Linked DNA regions of Macaca mulatta: region 2 is linked to region 1. A link is a contact called in public Hi-C data. All regions are on one chromosome and are shown on one strand. The core of a region is the stretch at or near the end of the contact, and the rest is flanking DNA. Distances in the headings are between cores, read along the strand shown. Region 1 holds the start of CARD14 (caspase recruitment domain family member 14). Region 2 holds the start of RNF213 (ring finger protein 213).

The links. A called contact is a pair of places that touch in the nucleus more often than the background predicts.
Region 2: a contact with region 1 is called in a Hi-C map of liver, with 1.6 times the contacts expected there. The contact joins the promoter of RNF213 here to the promoter of CARD14 in region 1. A contact is called at or near these places in 2 of 14 Hi-C or Micro-C datasets (CD4 T cells and liver).

Annotation. Positions count from the first base shown.
Region 1 is chr16:89,835,721-89,838,449 of T2T-MMU8v2.0, forward strand. It overlaps CARD14 (caspase recruitment domain family member 14), which reads left to right and starts at 1,267. Exons shown (of 28, transcript XM_077973151.1): 1 at 1,267-1,382. EIF4A3 (eukaryotic translation initiation factor 4A3) reads right to left here and starts at 1,126. Exons shown (of 12, transcript NM_001266416.1): 1 at 915-1,126. The coding sequence starts at 1,083.
Region 2 is chr16:89,963,054-89,965,995 of T2T-MMU8v2.0, forward strand. It overlaps RNF213 (ring finger protein 213), which reads left to right and starts at 1,690. Exons shown (of 69, transcript XM_077973145.1): 1 at 1,690-2,066. All of the region lies in intron 16 of SLC26A11 (solute carrier family 26 member 11), which reads left to right.

The DNA of each region.
Region 1 (2,729 bases), core at 17-2,516:
CCCTGGCACTCCATCTCCAAGGCAGCACAATCCTCTCTTCCCTGAACTGGAGCAAAAGCTTCCCAACTCTTGTTTCCTCTCCTGCCCTGCCTCGCCTCACCTGAAATTCACAGACACCCAGAAGACTCTTTAAAGCTGTAAATGTGATCGTGTCACATAGCTACTTACTACATTCCAGTGGCTTCCCACTAGATTTCCAAATGAAATTCAAATTATTCGTCACCCCTACACGTCTTTGCTAAATCTGGCCCCTGACTAGCTCTCCAAAATCCCACCACAGGGGACTTCTTTCAGTTCCTGGAATGCAGCTGGCTAAGGGCTGCAAAGCCCTGGCACCAGCTGTTCCTTCTGCCCCAACTGCTCTTCCCTCCTCTCCTAAAAGTCTCCTTCATCCATACCTCTGCTCAAATGGCACCCCCTCCTGCGAACCCCCTTACCTCTCTGCTTTACTAATTATCTCCTCCTTCCCAGGCCCACTCTATTCAATTACCTAGCTTCGGGTTCTTCCCAGCAACAACCACTGCCTGGGCAATCTGACCGCATGCTGTCCCCTCAAAGGAAATTCAAAACCCGTAAAGGCGCAAACCCATCTGGTTTACCGCCAAAACCCCAGTAACTAGAAAAGTTAGTAGGTACAAAACAGTTATCTGCTGAATGAACGACTCCGAGGTGCCTCGAAGCGGCTGTAGCCCCCGACGGACCCAGCGCCGAGCTCTGCACAGGGGACACACAGCGAACGCGCCGACACAGCCAGGCGTGAGGGCAGGGGTGGGGGTGGGGGTCGCACGTCACTGGCCCCCGAGCCTCGACCCTGACCACGACCTCCGGAGTGCAGGGCCGGCCCGGGAGTCACCAGTCGGGCTCTCAGCCCCCGGCTCGCCGCCAGCTGGCCCCCGCGGCCCGCGCCCACTCACCGTAAGCGTAGATGCCCCGCAGTAGGTCCTCCCGCAGGCCCATGGTGTCGAACGTGGGGGTCACATCCACCTCCTCGCTGGTCTCGAATTCCACTTTGGTCATGTCTTCCTCTTTGAGCAGACGCTTTCGCGCCGAGCCCGAGGTCGCCATCGTGGCCGTGGTCGCCATGATTTAGAGTCCGCGGAAGAGCACAGCGCGCGCCACAGCGTAAACCACCTCCCGACTCCTCTCGCTGCCGGGGCCGAGAACTGACGCCTTAGCGTGAGAAAGCGTAAGACGTGCGTACGTGCGTATGTGCGTGCGTACGTGCGCGCGAGGCGACCCCGCCTCTGGGGCGGGGCACTCTTCGTCACTTGAAAGGGAACTGGGCGTTTGCCGCAGGAAAAAGTAAGGTGTTTCTGCTCTCGCGCCATATGCAGTTCTCGCGGGATCTCGTTGAGGGCGGGGCACCCGGTTCCTTATAAAAGGTACGGAAGCGGGTGGATTTCCAGAGTTGGTGGCGTTTTGTGGCGGTTGCGGGAGTTTGGGACGCGAAGGCTCTTTGAGCGGCGTGCGGCCCTGAATCCCCTGACAACAGGCTGGGGGCCGCCAGGGGCCTCCAGTCCGGGTGGCGTCGCCACACAGCCCTGCCTCGAATGAAGAGGACGAACACGGGTCCTCTCTCGGGCCCGCATTGGGTGGACTGCGTCGCGGACCCGTAGTGGGGGCGCCCAGCTCGCCGGGGAGATTCGGGTGGAAACCCTCACGGCCCCCGGTGGTGGGCGCCGGCGCGGCGCTGGGCTCGGGCGGGTCTGCGCTGGGGAGGGCCAGGGCCTCTAATGCCGGTGTCTTTCTTTGGGGACGCGCCTGTGTGTGTTTTCGCCGTTTGCCTGGTCAGTTGGAGACAGGGTCTCTCTTTGTCGCCCAGGCTGGAGTGCGGCGGTGGGATCAGGGCTCACTGTAGCCTCCGCCTCTGGAGTAGCTGGGACCTCAGGCGCGCGCCATCATGTCCGACTAATTTTTTTAAATTTTTTGTAGAGACGGTGTTGGGGGAAGGGTGGGGGTTAGGGTTGTCCAAGCTGGTCTTGAACTCCTGAGCCTCAGGTGATCCGCCCGCCCTGGCCTCCCAAGGTGCTGGGATTACAGACATGAGCCACTGTGCCCGGCAAGCAGCTGTTATAAAGTAAAATACACGCAGAGCCTGCAATTTACTCTTAATGAAAGCCTCCTGTCTAGACGGTGTTAATAATGCGTGTCCTGCAGCAAAGATAACCCAGACGGGATCATGTAATTGCCCAGCAGAACGGTAATCAGTTGCGCATCTTAACCTGCTTTTAGTTCATTTGTTTTGAGACAGAGCCTGGCTCTGTCGCCCAGGTTGGAGTGCTATGGCACGATCTCCGTTCACTGCAGCCTCCACCTCCCAAGCCCAGGCGATCCTCCCGCCTCAGCCTCCAGAGTACCTGGGACCACAGGTGCCGCTGCTACGCACAGTCCTAACCACTTTCTTATCTGACACTTGAAGTGCTTCTACATACCCAGCTCCTCTAATGCACTTTGAAGCAGCTCCATCATCTTTGAAGGGCAGTTCACGCTGTTGAGAATCATGTTTTTAACTGTGGGAAAAGTAAAAATTTCCACGAGCACCAGCTGTGTCATTTTTTTTTTGGACGGAGTCTTGCTCTGTCACCCAGGCTAGAGTGCAGTGTCGTGACCTAGGCTCACTGCAAGCTCCGCCCCCCAGGTTCATGCCGTTCTCCTGCCTCAGCCTCGCGCCACTACACCCAGCTAATTTTTGTATTTTTAGTAGAGATGGAGTTTCCTCATGTTGGTCA
Region 2 (2,942 bases), core at 440-2,939, 130 kb after region 1:
TGATGGTCTCTTCACACGGACGTGAGTGAAACCATGGCTACTCATACTTGGCTCAGAATAAATCTCTTCAAATATTTTACAGAGTTTGACTCTTTTCATCCACATGTTTAACCCCTCTGGTCTGGGGTCCTATGTCTCAACAGCCTGGCAAGCATACACAGCACATGAAGTGTGAGAAGCGTGTGTGCCATTTCTAAACCCAGCCAATAACAACCTCCCCCTCCAGCCTCCTTCCCGCCTTCTGCTGCCTAGGATGGAGATGATTTTTTGGGTGCCCTCCAAAGCCATGGGGTGAAAATGGCAGAGCGGAGGAGGGCACTCTGCTGAGCAGCATTCCAGCCCAGCACTGTTACATGGGCAAGAGGCAAAGCTCCAAGGGCTTACGTGTACTTGCTGCAGCAGCTGGTAGAGGCAGACTGCGATCACGGAGACAGCACTGTCCCACAGAAAAATCATGCAAGCCACCAATGTGAGCCATGCAAGTCATTTAAACATTTTGACTAGTCATATTGAAAAAGTCAAAAGAAACAGTTGAAATTAACTGTTTAGAGACAAAGTCTCATTCTTTCGCTCAGGCTGGAGTGCAGTGGTGCAGTCAGGATTGGTGGGAGGAAAAAGCAGGTTTTAATCGGAGACCCAGTAAAGTGAGAAGATGCCCAACTAGCATTCTAAAGTGTCACCTTGGCTGGGTGCGGTGGCTCATGCCTGTAATTCCAGCACTTTGGGAGGCCAAGGCAGGTGGATCACCTGAGGTCAGGAGTCTGAGACCAGCCTGGCCAACATGGAGAAACCCCGTCTCTCTACTAAAATTACAAAAATGAGCCAGGCGTGGTGGCGGGTGCTTGTAATCCCAGCTACTGGAGGCTGAGGCATGAGAATCGCTTGAACTGGGAGGTGGAGGTTGCAGTGAGCCAAGATCGCACACTGCACTCCAGCCTGGAGTATAGAGTGAGACTCTATCTCCAAAACACAAAGATCTTAAAATTAAAAATTTACCCTCAGGTTTTTGTGTTTGTTCATTTTTGAGGCAAGATCTCACTTTGTCGTCCAGGCTGGAGTGCAGTGGTATGATCACGGCTCACTGCAGCCTGGAGCTCAAACGATCCTCTTGCCTCAGCCTCTACAGGTGCACCACCACGGCCAGCTAATTTTTTAAAATGATTTTTTGTAGAGATGGAGTCTCTCTATGTTGCCCAGGCTGCCATCGGGTTCTTCTAGGGAAACTTGCCATGGGCGCCGTGGGGAGTGGGGTAGGGGCAGGGTCTGTGTGTCTTGTTCCCATGGCTGTCGTGGGCAGTTGTCGGTTAGGAGGGGTGGCTGGCGAGGATGTTGGACTAATTGTTGGCGGCCCCCCTAAGCAGGAGGATTCAGCTGGGGCTCCGCGCCGGAAATTGTTTCAGGATGAGGATCCCCTCTGGAATGCGCAGAGAGGCGCAGTGTCCAGAGAGGGACGGGATGAAGGGGTGAGAGGGGAAGGAAGAAAAAGAAAGTGGGCGATTTTAAAACGGAGGTCCCTGGTTACACCGTGAGCCTCACAAATGAGGAAACTGAGGCACGGAGGATGGCGCCGGCCGGTGTGGCCCCTCCGTCATCAGTGACAGAGCGCGCTCTGCGCGGGGCCGCGGAGATCCCTTAATACGCAAAGGCCCCCACGCAGCGCGCTGACTACCTCCACTGCACCCGCCAGGCGCCCTCTGGGCGGCTTCCAGGCCGACCGCCCGCTCTGCCGGGCCGCGGACACTGTCCGAGGTGCTGGGCGCCGGGGCAGGGGGCGCACCCGTCCGGCCCCACTCCACTGCTCAGGCCCGCCCGGGGTCTGGGCTTCCGGGAGACCCGCATGCGCCCCACGCCTGGCGGGAACCTAGGCCCCTCCCGCGCCTGTCCCCAGCGCGCAGCGGCCCGAGGCGCCTCCCGGGGGCTGGGGGCGCGGAGTCACTGGGAGGCGCCACCGGCGGGGAATTCCGCACACGCCTGCGCGGGTCCAGCGGCGGCGGGCAGGGCGGGCCCAGGGCCCCGTGACCCGAGGGGCGACAGCGCGCGGCAGGCGGCGAGCTCGGGGGCCGCAGGTGCGAGCGGACGCGGAGAGTCTCCCGGGGCGGGGAGCGGGCTAGGGTGCAGTGGGCCCCGCGGGTGGGCGGGTTGACCCGGTCCCGGGGAGCGGCGCCTGCGTCCGGATGCCCCTCCCGGCCGCCTCTTCCTGCCGGCTCCAAGTTTCGGTTTCGCCGCCGGGGTGCCCGGTCCAGCCCCACCCGCGGCGCCCACCGACCCTGTTTCCCGGCTGCGGGAGGGGCCGGGGTGGGGGCAGCAGGCACCCATGGGACCCCGGCGACATCCCCGGAGCGCAGAGCGCTTCCGACCCGCCCATCCCGGGGCGCGGAGGAGCTTTTGCGCCCCGGCGGTGCTGCCCCCAGGAAGTGGCCGGGGCACGGGCGGGTAGTGGACGGGGACAGCCGGACCGGGGCCTGCAGCTCCGCCCGGGAATCCTGCGCCTGCACGAATTGCAACAACGGAAAAGTGAAGTTGCAAAAACAGATTCCTAACTTTTACGAGGGAGGCATCGCCCCTTCCGGACCGCACCGCGCAGCGTCCTCCCGACTTGGCGAAGTCGCCCGAGCGCGGGGTTCAAGGCCGGAGTGGGCAGCCCTCCCGGATGGCTGCCTGCAAGCCGGTGGGCCGGGTCCTGGGGGAGTCTAGGCCGGGAGGGGAAGGAGCTGTGCAAACATGGTGGTGACCTCTCCCTGCCCCCACCTTGTTGACTTTGGTTGTGGTTGGGGGGATGGGCTTTGATTTGGGAGGCAGTGTCTGTGCTTGGGGAAAAATGGCAGAGAAAAGACAGGAAGCGTATTGAATGCAGCAGTGTTGGGTGCCTGGGGCGCTCTCTTGTGTCTTTCGGCCCCTAGGGCAGACGGAACAATTAGATGCTTTAGGGGGCCGGCGCGGTG